Linked DNA regions of Rattus norvegicus: region 2 is linked to region 1. Evidence: chromatin contacts called from public Hi-C data. All regions are on one chromosome and are shown on one strand. The core of a region is the stretch at or near the end of the contact, and the rest is flanking DNA. Distances in the headings are between cores, read along the strand shown.

The links. A called contact is a pair of places that touch in the nucleus more often than the background predicts.
Region 2: a Hi-C map of the A7r5 cell line shows a contact between it and region 1, with 4 times the contacts expected there. The contact joins the promoter of Nrp2 here to the enhancer-like site in region 1. A contact is called at or near these places in 5 of 12 Hi-C or Micro-C datasets (the A7r5 cell line, the Rat2 cell line, kidney and 2 more).

What each region holds. Positions count from the first base shown.
Region 1 is chr9:71,302,092-71,308,825 of GRCr8, forward strand. The region is part of intron 18 of Pard3b (par-3 family cell polarity regulator beta); the gene reads left to right. It overlaps LOC134480583 (a long non-coding RNA gene), which reads right to left. Exons shown (of 4, transcript XR_010055006.1): 1 at 2,846-6,734. Among named protein-coding and RNA genes, the nearest start is that of Nrp2, 310 kb to the right of the region's middle. Within about 2 kb of position 1,945, at least 3 of the 93 cell types and tissues checked have an H3K27ac peak or open chromatin away from gene starts, as enhancers often do. A contact at or near this core is called in the A7r5 cell line, where this site is marked.
Region 2 is chr9:71,614,428-71,621,002 of GRCr8, forward strand. It overlaps Nrp2 (neuropilin 2), which reads left to right and starts at 2,827. Exons shown (of 17, transcript NM_030869.4): 1 at 2,827-3,180. The coding sequence starts at 3,108.

The DNA.
Region 1 (6,734 bases), core at 695-3,194:
AGTGCCCAAGAGTCACTTCCCTTCTGTCCTCTTATAAAGATTCCTTTACCAAGCTTTGTATATTGTGCCTTGGCTATATTTAAAGGTAGCTTAACTAATAATGATAATGATGATGATGATGATAATGACAATAAATAGAATTTCAGACTTATAAATATTTGCATTTTATACATTTGATGATAGGACAATCATAGGAAAACATTTATGAGATTAGTTTAAAGTTGACTTAAGTCCCTCATTGAGAAGCTCTGCTGGGTATACACAAAAGAACATCCGTCCTTCCACTAAGAGTAAACAAGCAATTTGAGGAGGTAGTTTCTCTTCCCCAGACTCAAACTATAAATATTATGTTTCTTCTCAGAGTAATAATTATATGGCTGCTTTCCATCAGTGGGACACTGTGGTCCTTTCTTTTCCAGACTTCTAGAATTTTGAATTTGAACCAACATATGTTTATTCACTCTTTCATTAATAAAACAAAGAAAAGTATTGAGTACCCACGAAACACAAGGTACTGGAAGTGAGGAGGAGGGAGGGGCATGTTTTAGTACTTAATCATGGTGTACAAGCAGTTCCCAAGGGTTCTCAGATGCATGTGCTCATGTTTGATGGTGACGCTGATGTACTTGAGGACAGGAGTGTGTCTTACACACTTTGGATAGGGTGTAGGGCACAGAATAGACTGCATAAAAACTTCTTGAGTGGGATTTATTTAGAAGATAAATTATAGCCTGGCTCATAAGCACTAAGAAACAAAGAGATGACCAAACATGGTAACACATTCCTGTATCCAACTCTGAAGTAGGAAAGGCAGGAGGATTTCCTGGCCTACATAGCAAAACCATGTCTTGAAATGTGAGTTGGGGATGGGGGAAGGGGGGCAGAAGGATCTCTCAGTGGGTAAAGTACTTGCCGTGCCAGCTTGACACCCTGAATTCAGATCCCCAGAATTCCTGTAAAAGTCAGACACAAAAACACATGCACAATCCCAGCACATATCTATCACAGTGGTTCTCAGCCTTCCTAACACTGAGTCCCTTTAATACAGTTCCTTGTCTTGTGTTAACGCCCCCAACCACACAATTATCCCATTGCTACATCATTCCTGAAATCTTGCTACTGTTGTGAATTGTAATGCAAATATTTGGCATACTGGATGGCTGATATGTGACCCCCAGAGGAGTAGTGACCCAGAGCTTGAGAACCACTAACCTACATGGAGATAGGACTCAGAAGCAGGAAACTTATCAGGAGTTTGGGAGCCAGCTAGCCTGCCATGCGTTACATTAACAAGTCAGACTGCCTCAGTGAAGAAGGATGATACCCAAGCTTGTCCTCTGACCTCCACATACCTGTTATGCCATGTGTGTTTCTATAATCTCCCACATGTGAACACATACATACATGGGTGCACAAGACTTTTCTAAGAAGGAGCATAAGGGAGAAAAGGAAAGAAAGAAGGAAGAGACATTAAAGAAAGGTGGAGGAGACAGGGGAAAGAGTTCAGGAGAGGAAGGGTTGCCAGGGCTGGGTGTGTGCTGATGGAGGTGTGTGATTTTGCATAAGTGAGGGAAGTCAGAAGATTATTACTCTACAGACTAGGATAGAGAAGAGACATAGTCTTCTCATTAAACAGTGGGAAATAGAAGTGTGTGAAGCAAAAGCTTCTAAAGGTTACAAGAAAGTCTTCAGCTGAGAAAATCAAAGCATACGTAGGAGTTTCCTGAAAAAGTCCATGGTAGTTTGTGATCTTTCTGAAGGCTCCAATGTCACCAGGAAGGAGAGCATGGCCTCTCCAGGAGCCGCTGGAAAGAGGGAGGGGACAATCAGGGCTGAATATTTGCCTAAGGCATAAGAAAGCCCTAAATTGATAAGGAAGCCCTAGGTAGCACTGGCTTTAGAGGAATCTAAATAACTACTTGTCTGGGTGCTCGAGCTTAACTACTGACTCACCAAACCACCTTGAGAAAGATAAAGATCTTTACAGCCTGGCCCCATTAGCCAGTCCTTTAGGAAAGAAAATAAGTGAGTTTGGTAGGTCCTTGTCCTTTTCTGTCCTTAGCAACTTTGCTATTCTTATTTATCTCTCTGTAGTTTCTATAAGGCGGAATCCTGTTGTTTTCAAAGTGCCTTTGGCTCTGGTCCTCTCTCCCCCACCCCACTCCTTTAAAAGTGTGACTTTGGTCTGGGTCCTCTGCGCCTTTCACCTCTCCCAGAGTGAATTTATTGCAGCCCAGCAGCCAGGAAGAGATCCTTCAGTGAGATGGGCTGAGATTCATTTAGGCCCAGGGACATGGACTCATATAAAGGAGCTAGATGATCCCTTGTAGTTTTATCTCCTCTCTGGGGCTTCGGTTCCTTCCTAATCTGTTGTTTTGTGGCTTAGTAGGAAGATCATTCTCATTGATAGGAAAGAGAGGAGCGTTTGGAATGCTAATGGCCACTGTTGTCTCTCCTGTCATCTGCTAATTCTGTAATATCTGCCCCCAGGGGGGTATGAATCATACCTCCAGTTCACTCTAAACATACGTTAACAATTCCTTTTATTGTCTCCTGCATTTTTTCTCAAGCCTGAGCTTACTCTCAGATTTAACCCCTCCCAACACAACTGGTTTTATCCAGTCCTTCCCTGTTGAGTTTGGATTATAGGCCGATCATAGTTTATACTGTTCCTGTTTCATCACACCCCCATTTCTTACCTTCCCAGGCTCTGCAATCTACTCATCTGTGTAGCCTCCACTCCTTGTCAGGTTTTACTGTTTGATCTCTGTCTTCTCCCTCCCTTTCTCTTTCATGCTGTCTTGTCTTTTCCTTTCTTTTCTCTTTCGTTTGCTTGCACACTCACCTTGAAGCTGTCTTATTCTTCTCTCTCAGATTGCAGAGCTTTGCCTCCCTCAGATATTGGGAAGCATGGCTTGTAGACAGCTTGCTTCTTAACATTTCAGGCCCGCAGAGAACTGTGGACTGAATGGTGAAGACGGGGATTAGTGCCTTTGTGATGTTTGGGAATGGCTCCAGGCAGGCTTGCTTTCCCTCCCCAAACCTTTCTCCTACTGTTGCTATCATTAACTTTTCTTTATTGGTTCAGGAAAAATGGCTCCCTCTCACCAATGCCTCCAATTTATGAATGGTTAAACGGCCATGCTTAAAAGTTCACCTTTCTGCTTTTAGGAGAATGCAACTTTAGAAATCTCTCTTAATACTAGCATGCGTTATCTTCCCCATATAGCATGTAACATGTAAAAAGAATAGTGTCCATGCTCTCTGGGTGTCTGGATCCTCTGCCACCCATTTCCATTGTGATATGTCACCTAATTGGCTTCTATGTCTTCTGACTGAGTCTGAACAACAGCTCTTACTCATGGCTCTACTGTCATTGTCTACAGAAAATCTTCTATTTAATGGCCTCTCCTGATCCATGTTCCTAATTTCTTTTTTGCTTCACATTTACTTAAGATGTTTAGATATATCCACAGTGAAAGTTATTTATTAGCAATGTTAAATGCTGCCAAGGAACAAACCCAAGGCCTCGCACATGCTAGCCACGCTGGCTCTCACCAAGTCATACTGTCTACCTTTAAACAGACAGATTTAGCTTTAAAAAAATAGTATTATGCTATTCCAAACTAGAATCATCTAAATGTTTTCATTCCTCATTTCTTTGATTCAACATTGTCTTTAATTCCAAGTCTACATAATTCCATGTCAATCTTATTTGTTCCTTTAATTTTACTTTATGTGTGTATCTGCTCTATTTTATTTTTATAGTCCCGAATGATGGGCAACCATTTAGCTTCCAAACTCCCTTAACATACAATGGCATAAAGAAACATCCTTTTGTATACCTTGTAAAGGACCTGAGGAAATTTTTCTGCCTTGGAATCATAGAGAGTAGAGAATAAATGAATTTTTAAATTTATTTTATTTTATTTTATTATTTTCTTGCTGTCTAGTTATATACAAAATTACATTTCTAACATGAGCGTTTTCAGTGCTCAAGGTCTTCACCCATACTTGGTATCATTCACCTTTCCAATTTTCATCTTTCTAATCACATATCAAGCTGTATTTCATGTACCTGTATATGGATTTCTTCCATTACCAGTGTGTTTTATGTATTCCTATTGGCTTGTTATAAGTCTTAGAAGTCCCTGTTGTATTTATTATTTATTTATCTTGTACATCTTTTCTTAGACGTCTTATTCTGTTGATTTTTTCCTCATCAGTTTGTAGTACCATCAAATATGTCAGTGCATACCTAAGTACAAGATGCTTCGTTCTGCAGCAGTCAAGCTTCCCATATACCAGTTACTAGACACGGTCACTGGTTGTGTTTCAGCATCTTGAGAAATATTTTCTTACCTCCAAGTCACAAAAATATTTCCCTATATTTTCTTCTCTAAGCCACAAAACTATTTCCCTATATTCTCTTAGCTTTGTTGTATTCTCTCTCTCTCTCTCTCTCTCTGTGTGTGTGTGTGTGTGTGTGTGTGTGTGTGTGTGTGTGTGTGAAGGGGGGCGGTCTGTGGTATGTGTGGCATGTACACGCACATGGGTATACACTCGTGAGCATACAAAGCAATGTGATGAAGATCAGAGAACAGCTTTTAAAAGTCAGCTCTTTCACTAAGGGATTCATTTATCAAACTCAGGAATTCAGGCTTTCTGTCCAAGTACCTTGACATACTGAGTGATCCCAATAGCCCAATACCTTATATTTTGATTTTTTTCAGTCTATTTCCATTCTAGATTGACACCTAGTTAAAGGATGTAGAAATCCAACCTTACTTCTTCTTACTATAATATACTACAGAACCTGTCTACAGTCAGCCAGCAAAGATACTCATTTGCCTCATGCTCTGTGGTACCCTAGGAGGGCATGCAGAACACTGGGCAAGACCAGGGACTTGGCAACCCATCCACATAGGTCTCTGTCCAGCTCTGCCACACACCAGCTTTGTGACAACCGGAAGCTACTATTTCTTGTCATTTCAAGTTCAATCATGCGTTTGTAGAAGAAAACGAGATAGTCTATACATATCAAAAGCACTGAAGAATTTTTCTCATTTCTTTTGAACAGGGTCTCTTTACTCAGCTCTGGATGGCTTGGAACTCATTAAATAGCTTCTGGATGCTAAAATTACAGGAATGAGCCACCATGTCCAGTTTCAGCTTTTGTTATACTTATCAAGTACTTTTATTTATGGTTCCTTTGCATCTACTTTTCTCTATACAGCATAATAGCATCTTTAGGGTTGTTATTGTTGTTGTTGTTGTTTGATGGTACATGCGCTGTGCCTTTTTTTTTTTTAAGATTTATTTATTTATTTAATGTATATGAGCACACTGTTGCTGTCTCCAGGCACACCAGAAGAGGGCACCAGATCCCATTTCAGATGGTTGTGAGCCACCATGTGGTTGCTGGGAATTGAACTCAGGACCTCTGGAAGAGCAGTCGGTGCTCTTAACCACTGAGCCATCTCTCCAGCCCCAGTTGTCTGTATTTTTTTTTAAAGATTTATTTATTTATTTCGTATATGAGTACACTGTAGCTGTCTTCAGACACACCAGAAGGGGACATCAGATCCTATTACAGATGGTTGTGAGCCACCATGTGGTTGCTGGGATTTGAACTCAGGACCTCTGGAAGAGCAGTCGGTGCTCTTAACCACTGAGCCATCTCTCCAGCCCGCGCTGTGCCTTTTAAATATGTCTTTTTACCTTTCTTATCAATTGATTTAAAAAAAAAGAATTCATTTGTTGTTGTTTATGTGTTTGTGTGAGTGCCTGTATGTTTGTGTACATGTGATGTGTGTGCTCGGTGTTAAACAGAATATCAACACTTGGTGCTTCCAAAGGCCAGAAAAGGGCATCAAATTCCCTATTACTGGAGTTCTAGACAGTTGTGAGCTGCTTTGTAGGTGTGAGGATTTGAACCTGGGCTCTCTAGCAAGAGCACAAAGTACTCCAGCCCCCTCATTCTTTTCTATCTTGTTATTCCTCCTCTGTTCTCTCTTCACTCCAAAACCCATGAGCGTTTTAGTTTTGCACACTAAGAAAGTTATTTTGTCCTTGTCTCCTGGGTCAAGCATAACCCGAGTAGTTTTATTCCTGATTCCTCTGCATCCACTTTTCTTTATACAGCATCTTAGTATCTTTAGTTTTTTTTCATATGGCATGTGTGCCTTCCTTATTAAGGATACAGGGAGATAAAGAAAGTCTCCCAGGAAGTAAGCACACAAACTAGAATGCAGTGTGATTTATCCATGGAAGATATTAATTGCCAAGCATAACTGAGCACTTGGTTTTCTTGTCTGCACATATATTGTCTTCCACAGTACGTTTGGAAAGCTGCTGTAAAGTCAGGGTTCAGGCACTGAGAAGGGGTGGTAAAGGGAAAAATCTATGTCATCATGCATGGGACTGGGAAGTAGAAATACACTTACCCGATGAATATGGAAAGAACTGTCAGGTTACCCAGGCACTCTGTCTCTGCAGTGATGGAGGTTCACAGGCAGTCTCTTCCTCACCCAGTCCCTTCTCTATCCCCACCCTACATAGAGTTTAACAGAATACCTCTGAAGCATCCTCTCTTCTCATTTATCAATACCATTGATCAAGCCTAAACCCTCTTCTTACATTCAAGCCATGACTTGATTCAATTTCTAGAGCCCGAGTTTCATCTTGATCCTTGAGATAACATCTTCAGATGGGCATGTTTTCAGCAGCAGAGT
Region 2 (6,575 bases), core at 1,577-4,076, 310 kb after region 1:
TGGGAAAGCTCTGGCCGTTTTGAGTCCCCAGGGGTTCTCCCTCCCTCAGGCCATCTGCAGTACCTGAAGCCTTCAGCTGACTGCAGTGAAGTTCTGCAAGACAGAGACAGAGACTCCCAAGAAGCAAGTTGGCGCCCCCTTTAGAACACCTCTGAAAGAATGAAGTTCATGATGCCGGAAGCAGAATCCAGGAACAGAACACTGGATCTTACTGTGGCTTTTCCCAGAAGCAAGGAGAACCCAGGAAGTAGCCAGATGGGGACCCTCAAGTCTGAGGCCCCAGGCCCAGCAGTTCCGGGTTGTCATCCTTAGGGTTTCCCAATGGGCTTTGGGTTTCCTTCTCACTCTCTCCTGTCTTCTCTCTGTCCTCGCCTAAACCCTGTCTGTAGTGTACTCAGAAAGCTGCTGTGTCTAGCTCTAGTCCAAATTGGAACGGTTTGGTAGCCTGAAGAGCAGTGGGGTTGTGAAACTAAGTAACTCTTTCCTTGCAGGCCCTGCTAATGCAGATAGCGCTGTTTGTCCTTGGATTAGTGTTTTCTTAACAACACAAACCAGGATTTGAGTTTAAGGCCCAAAATCCAGACTTCCCCTCTTCCTTCATCAAATATTTGGGACTGGGAGATCATTCTTTACTATTGGACGTTAAGACAATTGTAACACTGGAGCTTTAGTGATAGCGGTTTTCTCTTAAGCCTAGGAACAGAAAAAAAAAAAACAAAAAAACAGGGAAGGGTAAGGAAGGATAAAGGAAATCAAAACTAGCCCCTAAGAGTTTTTGAGGTGGTGTGTGTGTGTGCGCGCGCGTGTGTGTGTGTGTGTGTGTGTGTTGCCCTCTGGAAGAACTCAGGGGGCCTCTGACTCCTGACCTTTTCAGCCAAGCAGTAAGATTAACCACGTGACATCCAGCCTCTGGACTTCCACTGTAAAACCCCTCTATGTCTTCATTTAACTAGTTGCAAATCACTTCTGATTCAATTTTGTTTGGGTTTATCTCCATGTAAATAACAGTTAAGTGAGAGTTACAGATTTTTTTTCCAAACACTGACTGTGATAAACAAAGCTAATGGCAAGTCCAGATAAGAAAAGAAACGACCCAGAACCCATAAGTCCACTCCAAGGGAAAAAAAAATGGATAGTTAGATGTGCATGTCCTTTGTCACCCAAACTTGTTTCTTAATCTGCAGACTGCTAGGAGAGGGATTGAAAAGTTTGCCAGGCGTGTTGTATTGAATCTTGATCATGGTAAAGCAACGGTGCCTGGTGAATATGACAGCTGGGGATCATCCAACCACCCTCAGAAACAAAGATACAAGTGTTCCCGGGACTGTTAGCTTACAGCACCTTGAAACAGTTTTCATGTCTCCACTTAAAAATAGGTAGCATAATGCTATTCTCTTTCTGTCAACATTGTGACCACTTTCCTTGAGGAAACATGAACAGAAGTAGTTACAGTAGCATTCCAAGAGGCCTTCCTGTACCTGTACTATGTGCGGAAGCTTGAAGGTGTATTGGGTGGCCAGGGGACAATTTAATTGCCTGGGGAAATTCTTTATTCAATAAAATCGTTCCTCGTTTAAAGATAGTTATAAGTTAAGGGCGCAGGTTGAAGTAAATCCTAACCCAGACCACAGAGGAGCCTGTTCCGGACACAACAAAGGATCTGAGAAGTAAACCCAAGAAACACTAGAGGTTTGCTTCAAGGAAAGCTAAGGTTGCCTGTGTGTGTGTCGCCGCCACGCATTGCTGCCTCTGAGAACACAGGGCTGAGCCCTTGACTGGCTCCCTACGCCAAACACAGTCCGCCACCCAACTCCCGTAACGCCATGGCAGGTGGCATTGTGTTGGATTCTGAGTGTGTGGCTTCCGAGTCTCGGAATTTGGTGGGGAACAAGAATTTCCCGGGCTCCTCGGAGTTTCCCTGCGGCAAGAGCAGCGCGCCCTGAAGGGAGGGCGCTCCTTGCTCCGGGTGTGACAGACACACCCGCAGCCCGGCATGGAGCTGCGCGGGGCAGGAGGGAGGTGCGGACTGGGATAGGGGCGGCAGGGTGGTGTGGCACCTTAACTTTGATCGCGCGGTCGCAGGGTTGAGAGCCACCGCCGCCCCGCCCGAGCTGGGTGCCGCGGTCTTCGGCTCTGCGCCGCGCGTCTCCGCGGCTGCCTCTTTAATCAGGAACACAGAAGGGGCGGGCCCTGAGCGGGCGCGTAATCGGATCGCTCTGCCGCGGCTCTGACATCCACATGCTGCTCGGCCTGAAAAGGCGAGGGGGGAGCCGGAGGGGAGACAGAGGAGGCGAGCGAGGCACCAGCCCGCAGCCCGCCCCCGGCACATCCTCAGAAGCACAGACACTCGGCCCGGCGCTGGGCGAGGTGGAGGTGAGGGCGGGCGCCAGCGAACTCGGAGAGCCGCTCGCACACTCGCGGGCGATCTCAGCCGCCGCCGCCGCCGCCGCACCCGCAGCAGCACCAGCAGCACCGGCCACAGCAGCTTCCTGCCTCGCTCTCCCCTCCAGAGACTGGCCAAGCGGGTGTAGCCGCTGGGGAAGGCTCCCGCTTAGGGGAACCCGGAGAAGACTAAGAGCCGGGCGCCTGACTGCCTACCACTCCGCCTGTCCAGCGGTCGGTACCTCTGCCCGCGTGTGTCCTGGGTGCCGGCAGACCTGTGTCAGTTTGCGCTTCTGAGATCACACAGCTGCTTAGGGGCCGTGTGATGCCCAGGGCAATTCTTGGCTTTGGTTATTATTATTATTACTATTATTTTGCGCTTAGCTTTCGGGAAACCCTCGTGATGTTGTAGGATAAAGGAAATGACACTTTGAGGAACTGAAGAGACCATACACGCGTTTGGGTTTGAAGAGGAAACTGGTCTCCGCTTCCCCAGCTTGCTCCCTCTTTGCTGATTTCAGGGGCTATCTCTTAGTGAGGTGGAGATATTCCAGCAAGAATAAAGGTGAAGGCAGACGGACCTCCAGGACGCAGGAGGAAAACGCTGATCATTAGAGACCTTTGCAGAAGACACCACAAGGAAGAAAATTAGAGAGGAAAAACACAAAGACATAATTATACGAGATCCCACCAACCTAGCCCTGGAGAGAGCCTCTCTGTCAAAAATGGATATGTTTCCTCTCACCTGGATTTTCTTAGCTCTGTACTTTTCGGGACACAAAGTGAGAAGCCAGCAAGGTAAGCCCTTCAAAGTTTTTCTATTCATTTTTACATGGTTCCCCCTTTAAGGGCGACTGCTAATGCGGAGAAGCCACTCAGAACCGCTCAGGAGGAGGCTCCCTCAATACTCAATAATTTAAAGGGAGATCTCCGTGGCCTTCTTTATACCACCAGGGCTGCTAAACCCAACTTTTCTCTCTTGCTAAGGGAGTGTGTGTGTGTGTGTGTGTGTGTGTGTGTGTGTGTGTGTGTGTGTGTGTTTTGTAACAGAATTTGGCGGTGTTCAGATGTCACATATGGACTGAATCAAAGGTTTAAAAATACTACAAAGCCTTTGCATTACAGTTTTGGGGATTTTTTTTCCTCCCTGTCTTGAAGCAGAACACATCTCCCTTGAGTTTCCTCAACCTAGCCAGTGAAATATAAATCACTTACATTCCCTCTGCTTAGCTACATTGAGCAATGTTAGCTGAAGGGCTTGGGAAAAAAAGCTAGAGTCTAGCTTTGCTTTTCAGATGTGTGGATTCTTTGCAGAATGGGAGGATACATCTCAGAACTGTAGGGTTGAAGCTAGTGGAGCGAGCCAGCTTGTGGCTGAAATGGAAGCTTTCCCGTGGGCAGTTGATAGTCCCCGCTCTCTCGTGAATCTGTGTGTTTTCTGGGAAAGCAAATCATGTTCTTTAAATTTTTTTTCTTAAAAGATAAAACAAACTGCATGACCCTCGACAGTCTCCTCATGTGAAGTGGTTAGAAAGTTTTGAGTGGAATTTGTTCTCAAACACTGCCAAAAAGGGTGTGTGGACACAGGCTGCAGAGATAAGCACAGCAGGGCCTAGGAGAGGCCAGGGCCAGCTCTTGTGGAGTGCGACAGGGGATACTTCTCTGAAAACAGGTCTCTGGGAATGCGGTTCTTCCACTCTGGAACTGCTTCTGGGGGTGTTTCCCTCCGCTCTAAGACAGTGTCTGGAACCTGAAAAAACTCTTAGCGTTTGCTCCTACAGGTGACTGGGATGGGAAACCATCTACCAAGGAAATGGGGGATAAGAGAAGGAGGGAGGAAAGATAGAGACAAAAACTCTATTACCTCGAGGCACTTGGCGGAGACAGCCAGCCGCGGTGGTGGGTCTCCTTCCTCACAGCCACCCTGGCGCTCCGCACCGTGCTTAGCGGGTCCTGAGGAGAAAGCTTAGCGGCTACCAAGCTTCTTGTTCCTTCCCCAACACACACCTACACCCATTTTACGTGGGACATATATGGGTTTTATTTTTTGCCATCTTTGGGGATTTGGCAGAGTGGGCAATGCTGTTGAGACCCAAATCCAACAAGCCTTTGCAGCTCCCTCTCTGCGGTAACTGGTCCTACTGGCAACTGCAAAGCATGAACCAAGGAAGGGTTGGGTGCAGGTCCTTCCTGGGGAAAATTTCTGGGCCTAGCATTCCATCTTGCCTTTATTCTGAATTCCCAGCTTGAATAGAAATTAAATTACCTCCCACGGACCTGAATGCTGCGTAAATTATGTATGTGTGTGGTTTGTTGTATATGTGTATATGTATGTGTGTGTGCGCGCGCACGCGCGCTCCTTGAGAATGCCTACAGTATATTTTGTATTCAAGAACGGACTCCGGTAGGCCCGGGTGTGCGAGTGCGCGTGCACTGGTACACAACACACACACACACACACACACACACACACACACACACACACACACACAACTTCAGGTTCCGGTGATGTGCGAAGCGGTTGGGATTGTAAAGACTTGGGGACCATCTCCTATCCCAGATGTTCGCACATCTGTCCCTAAGCGCTGCGTGGAGCATGTGTGTACGACACCCGCTCGAACCCACTCCTGCTCTGCCACCTGCCTTCCGCGCTCTCTGCAGAGCCCCCTCCCATTCCAATCCCTGGTCTTACTGCGTCACTTCCAGAGAAGCTCAAAAGCGCGGGGTGCGAAGAAGCTCATCACCCACTAAGAGCCCCGCGGGCAGCCTTGGGCCGGGGGTGGGACCCGCCCGGACTAGATATTATCCGGCTCCCCGAAAAGGTGATCAATCTCCGGTCATGTTTTCAGTCCAAAAACTAATTGGTACCGGGAGACCTAGCCTGGGTGGCTAAGGGCGAGGCCAAGCTAGACCTCTGACTCACCCTATGAGCGCCCGCCAGAAGGTGGGTTGGCCCTGGCACTACGGCGGCGGCGGGAACCTATTCCGAGAAGGAAGTCAGGAAAGAAGGTGGCGGGCACAAATGGGGGCAACTGAGCAAAATACCCGCAACTGAGCTGGTCCGCAGTAGCTGGAAGGCCCTGTGGGCACCATACATCGGCTCCCAGGCGCGTACCCTCCCGCCCCGGTCTAGTGGAGTCTGAGCAGCTGGGCTAGGCCGGCTCGGAGCGCCCCCTCCTACTCAGGGCGCTGTGCTTGGCGCTGCAAGCTCGCCGCAGCCCCTGGAGAACTGGCATGTAGAAGCTGGGGGCCTGATGCCGAAAGATTCCGGTGCTAGCCTGGCCGGGAGGCAGGAAGCCGGGGTGGTATTGCAGCACTGAGGGCGGGGAGAGGCGGGAAACAGCTTGGCAGCCTAAGCCGCAGGAATGCGCGCAACTCGCACAGTCTGCCCGAGCACAGTGCGGCTAGCGCCCGCCTGAGCGCACAAACAGGTGAAGAGCACGCCGCGCGGGCATCCACGTGGCCGAGACGTGGGCGCCCCCCAGCGCTCTCACCCCCACCCCCCAGCGCCGTCCCCACCGCCGCATCGATTTGTTTGGGCTACGCAGCAGAAACAGAGCTGAGCAATCCATAAACATTCTATTAGGCAAAAATATTCCCAGCAAAAGCAGAACCAAGGCTATAAGCCTCTGCTAAGTTGGCCGCCTAGGATTCCTCCAGGCCAGTCCCCTCCTCCTCCAGACTAAGGACACCCCTGATAGAAGCCTGCGGCATTTCCCTGACGCTGCCCAATGCCAGAAAGTTAGGTCGGGCTGCGGCTTGTCCTCCAGATCAGCCACTGCAGCTGCCTGCAGGCAAATTGTATCCACCACCACCACCACCACCACCACCACCACCACCACCACCACCGCCTCCTCTCTGCTCCTGCCCACGTGGAATAAAAAATACAGTGTTCACGACCAATGCTTCAGTTTCCTTGATTGATTTCTTTTTAATACCAACACAAGTTAATGGAGGCGAGGCGAGCTGTGATTAAACGCCTGCCCCCACCCCTCGCCTCGGGCTGCCTGAGCCCCTAATGTGTCCCACCAGTCCCTAAGTAGCATCAGCGTGGAGGGCACGAGTGGAACGACTGTCCTAAGGTGGGCGTTGCGTGTGTGAGGGGGCGTGTAATGGATTGGGCAACCCTCTGGGAATCTCTGGAGGTTGGGAGCACTGGAATCTGCTTTCTAGATCTACGTAGCGGATACTCC